Regions from separate parts of the Zea mays genome. Here region 2 is linked to region 1. The links are chromatin contacts, called in public Hi-C maps. All regions are on one chromosome and are shown on one strand. Each heading gives the region's core, a stretch centred on a gene start, on an enhancer-like site or on the middle of the called end of the contact. The rest is flanking DNA. Distances are from core to core; before and after follow the strand shown.

Region 1 (2,700 bases), core at 38-2,537:
TGACTAATCTCAACTGATCACGATTAATAACGATTAATCTTAAGTATAGCTGATCACCATGGCACCAATCAGCCCGACTAATCACCATTAATCATGATTAGTCAGATGACTTGATAACGTTGGTCAATTCCTTCTCACAAGCACCCCAAAAATATCAACAAGGTTAGCATGTAGTCATGGAACAAAACCAACTCATGACAGAATGAGATCTTGGTAAAGTCTTTTACTTAATGTGAGACGAATTCTCTACATGCTAGTTAGAAGCTTGAATTAGTACACAAGACATTTTGTTGTTAATAGGATAGATAAACAATCCTTTGTGAGAGACAAAAGATGTAATTAAACATTAGTATGAAGACCTTGCACACCATTGCACGAGTTCAAATTTTTAATTTTGCCTCAGACAAACAATCGATAAATAAAATACTAAATGTGACACTACTAGGCAAATTTTTGTGACTTTTCTTAGTTGATTTGCACGGAAACTTGGTTTTCACCTGATACGTTGCCAATAAATAGATGGCATAACCATTTCGCTTGATATAGATACCTCTATTTATACCCATGCATGCATACGATCAGTAGATCAGCAAATATAATTATATATTGTAACACACGAACTGGACAGATATAAGTGCTTGCAGTCTGGTTAATCGTAAACGCTTTTTTTAAAACTAACAATGCCCACTAAAATAGATGAAAATATATAGATGTTTGGGCCTTGTTTGCATGCAATGTATCATGGACTAGAGTGCAACTTAAACTAATTTCCACTACAATCCACTTCAAAACTTGTATATTGATGTGGATAATACGCATCCAAACAACACCTTATATAATACAAAAATCCTCAAACAACACAAAATTCACAATACACGACCGCGCGAGAAACCCAAACTAAAATAGCACTAAGCGGAGACCAGCGATCAAAACAAACCCTAGTTACATCACTAAAAAGGCTTCGCTTACATTACTGCTCTCCATCCCGAGCTGGCAGAATTAGACCAAAACACAGGAACGAATCGGGACAGAGTATCCAGGGCCATGTACCACAAGGCAGACAGAAAAGGCCTGAGATCGTAAGCACAAGGTAAAAGGAGGATAGGTGGGAGTCGCTGACCATGGCTGCCGCGTAGTTGCTTCCTCCGTTGCTCCGTCCGTCGCGAGTCCTTGCGGCGGTGTGAGGCGGGATCCCTGAAAACCCTAGCGGCGGAGCGATATATCAGAACAGAGCCGGGCCTCCTGCGCTTTAGCGAGTTCATGGGCCTGTTCCTTGGTCCAATATTTGGCCTGTCATGTAGATTTACAGCCTTTTATCACTCAGCCTACAAGTAGAGACAGCAACAAGTACGAACTCGCTAGCCTATATTTATACCGGCGAAATTAAATTTTATCTAATACACTATCGTCACTGCTCATGAGTAATAAATTGTTTTCATACCCACACCCAATCGGTTAATGATACCTAATGGGTAATCCACACCTGGTAACCACCAACAAATCACAACAGGAATCAGGATGACTTCCGTCGGCCAAAATAATTCTCGTCGGCCAAATACAAAACCGACTTGAATTAACCTATCTCCGTCGGAGGAGCCGACGAGAGTTAATTGTCGTCGGCCAAGGGCTAGACCGACGTGCATTACTTAACTATCGTCGGTCATGGCGATGGCCGACGAGAATTAGTGGGCCATGAAGTAGCGCTCCTAGATATTAATAACTCCTGTCTGCACTGACCCATGTCGACAGACCTAGGAGTTCAATAAGTCCTGTTGGGCGTAGCCTGGGCCGACGGAGATTAATGGGCCATGAAATGACTCGTGACCTAGCACGCCTTGAGTTTTACAACTCTCGTCGGCTATGACCTAAGCTGGCGGGGTTTATTGAGTTATTCCCGATGGCCCAATCCAAGGCCGATGGGGATTAGTTGTTTATGAGGTCACGGTTACCCACACACGCGCTACTTCTCTCTCGACCAAAATCATTCTCCCGACGCCTCAGTTGTCGTGCACCGCCGCCCAACGTTGCCTCCATCGCCGCCAGTTCGGGAGCCACGCTGCCACATCCACTGGTCCCCGCAAGGAGCCGGCGCCGCCACCTCCACCAGCCAAAGCGAGGAGCTGTCACCACCCAGTAGCGCCACCACCTCCACCAGCTCCGGCGAGGAGCCACCACCACCCTCAGACCTGGAGCCTCGTCCATCGTCGTCCCCTGTAGCCCCTCCCAGGAGCTGCCACCCACGCCCCCAAACACCGGTCAGCCACCAAAGAGCCGTTGGGCCAAGGAGCTGCCGCCACCCGAGGAACCCTCTGTCGTCGTTATCTCCCATGGAACAACACTCATGTTGCCTCGTCATCGAGGGATAACTCACTAACCTATCGAATTAAAATGCGAGTGTGATTAGAGTAGTTAAATATGTATGAAGATGTTTATTTTCGTCGGTTTTTATGATCGACAGGAGTTAACTTTTATGTGATTAGAGTTAGTTTAAAATTGTTAATCGATAGTGTTCTTAGTTTTAATATGACTTTACGCATTATAATTGCTATTTTTAATTTGACGTTGCAAATATTAACTATGTGGCTTGATGTTAGGTAAGTATTAAGTCTATTATATTAGATTTAGCTTATGCTATTGAATTGTTGATTTTGATGTTATTTATTGATTAGAGTTAACTTTTAATCTTATATTACTCGGTTA
Region 2 (2,755 bases), core at 4-2,503, 420 kb before region 1:
CGACCATCAGTTGCTGGTGGGGATGAACGAATTGGTGGTGCGAGTAGAGCCAGCGGTGGGGCGGGTCCCGACAGAAGGCCCCGACCCCCCACGAGGGGCCGCCGGCGTTTGCACAGCCTGCGTGACGTACTGCTCGCGCAACTCCAGTTTGCGGGCCATGCTCATGGCGATGACGAGAGACTGAAAATTATGCATCTCAACGTCGAGGCTGAGCGGCGGCTGAAGACCCACGGTGAACGCCTGCACCTTCTGTGCCTCCGTGAGCGCGCCGACACGGGACAGTAAGGCCTCGAAACGATCCTAGTACTCAGTGACAGTCCCGGTCCGTTTGCAGGCCATGAGCTCGCCGAGAGGGTTGGAGTGGATGGGTGGCCCAAAACGAAGGTTGAGGAGTTCTGAAAACTGGCGCCATGATGGCGTTCCTTCCTCGTTCTAGACCTGGATGTACCACATCTGGGCGCCGCCTTCTAGATTGTATGAAGCCATCCAGACCTGTTCCTCGGTGGCAATCCGTTGTTGATGAAAATAGGATTCACACCGGTTGAGGAAGGCCAGCGGATCAGACTTGCCGTCGAATTTCGGGAAATCCAACTTCTGAAAACGTGGAGGTCATTCACCCTGATGTTCAGTGAATGTCGAGCCAGACGGAATGGTACCACGCTCACGGCGCAGCTCCCCCACTTCAGCCTGGAGGGTGGTCAGGCTGGTGGTCAGCTGCGCGATGAGATTGGCCAGGCCGGCGTTGGTGGGGTTAGCCATGGGTGCCGCTGATGATGAACTTGGAGATGAAGGAGTGCTAGCAGTGGAGTTGTGGTCGGAGGTGGAAGAGGATTGCCGAGATCATGATACCAAGTTGTCCAGGGCCTCGCCCCCTAGGCTGGGGAGGTCCCTGACTACGTAGTTCGTAAATGGGAAGAGGTGGTGCCAGGGCTGTTACCTGGACACCGAAGCAAGGGGATGAGATTGAAGGCTAGAACAGGTGAGAGGTTTAGGGAATACTTCTTTCTTAATCCACTCATTGCATACTGCTTATATATATATATACATATATATATGTATATATGTACATATATATATATATATATATATATGTATATATGTATATATATATATATGTACATATATATATATATATACATATATACATATATATATATATATATATATATATGTACATATATATATGTATATATATATACATATATATGTATATGTATATATAGGAGAGAGCCTGCTGGCTGCTAGACTCCAAGACTCATGTTCAGACCACATAATGATCTAGACTTTCAAACTTCATGCTAGACTCCAAGACTCATGTTCACACCCCATAATGATCTAGACTTTCAAACTTCATGCTAGAATCCAAGACTCATGTTCACACCCCATAATGATCTAGACTTTCAAACTTCAGGCCCTTCGGTCCCCCCCTGTCCCTTGGCGCCCTGGCCAGCTGTGCCAGCCTCTTTCTGGCGTCTTTGACACCGGCTGTACTGCCGGCCCCACATGATAATTCACTGCTGAACATTGGTGCTGGTCTCTGCCAGACTGCTTGGATTGCTCCAGTTTTAGTTTGTGCTTGGATGTTTGATTTGGGGACCCTTCAGGATGCAGAAATCCAACTTAGCATATTCAAAATAAAAAAACTGGCTGTTTTACTCTATTCTTAATACAATTCTTTTGGTTTTCATTTGTTATCCAATCCTCAATTCTGCACCTGCTTAGTTTTCCTTTATTTCGATCTAAACATTCTTTAAATGCTATGGATGCTAGGAGATGTTTTAGGTTCAAAAAGAAGATAAATAAGGGCAATCCCAGTGCTGGAGGCTCCCACATGATTGGGGTCTAGGAAGGGATAAACCGAGATAAGCCTCCCCTCAGTAAGTGCTGAGAGGCTGCTTGGAACTCGCAACCTAGTGACTTAGCGAGACAGCTCTCACCACTGCATCAGGCTTGTCCTTTAAAAGGAAGATAAACAAATGCAACTTAATTGATAATCATCATGTGTAGTTTCATGATTGTTGAGTATGATTATTCTAATTCTTATCTATAATCTATATGATATTGTGATTATATGGAGTTATGGGCACATGTTACTATAAAATGTGCATATACTTGTGAATTTTGTTGCATACAGGTGTGCTAATTTTGGCAGTTCTCTGTTTCAAGCCAGAAGTTTATACCATTTTCAGTTTTCACAAAGTGTTTGGAATTATATAGGGGAGCTAACCTTTTGGGATTGTTCTACTTTACAGCAAGCCATCTCCCCTACAATCGGAATGGTCTCAAGTTTTTTACAAGTGATGGTGGGCTAAATAAAGCTGATATCAAAGATATCCTGGAGCGTGCTTCCAAAATATATGAGGAATCTGCACATAATAACCTGAAAGAACAGGGGGAAGCTTCGAAGGGAGTTGTCACTAATGTGGACTACATGTCAATTTATGCTTCTGATCTTGTACAAGCAGTTCGTAAATCTGCTGGAGACAAAGGTGCTTCCATGTGCTATATTTTAAAACTCATTTTTGACTTACTAGACTACTACACTGTTGGATTTCTTGTCTGAAACTCGCATTAAATTTTCATATCCAGTTATCCACTGATGATTTTTTTCTCGAATCACGCAGGAGAACTGCGCGTCATTTCATTAAGAAAGAAAAAGACAGATAGCCCCTATGAGATTAGGCTCCCCAAGGGGTGTACAGAAACAGGACACAGACTTAAACCACACACGACCACGACCTCTAGGGGGCAGCAC

Evidence for each region. Hi-C and Micro-C count contacts between places; a contact is called where the count stands out from the background.
Region 2: a Hi-C map of leaf shows a contact between it and region 1, with 4 times the contacts expected there. The contact joins the enhancer-like site here to the promoter of LOC100284825 in region 1. A contact is called at or near these places in 3 of 25 Hi-C or Micro-C datasets (bundle sheath, leaf and tassel).

Annotation. Positions count from the first base shown.
Region 1 is chr7:42,529,366-42,532,065 of Zm-B73-REFERENCE-NAM-5.0, reverse strand. It overlaps LOC100284825 (60S ribosomal protein L44), which reads right to left and starts at 1,287. Exons shown (of 4, transcript NM_001157720.2): 1 at 1,121-1,287. The coding sequence starts at 1,123.
Region 2 is chr7:42,951,934-42,954,688 of Zm-B73-REFERENCE-NAM-5.0, reverse strand. LOC103632291 (phosphomannomutase/phosphoglucomutase) reads left to right here. Exons shown (of 17, transcript XM_008654105.4): 6 at 2,253-2,489. Among protein-coding and RNA genes, the nearest start is that of LOC103632291, 49 kb to the left of the region's middle. Within about 2 kb of position 1,253, at least 3 of the 20 cell types and tissues checked have an H3K27ac peak or open chromatin away from gene starts, as enhancers often do. A contact at or near this core is called in leaf, where this site is marked.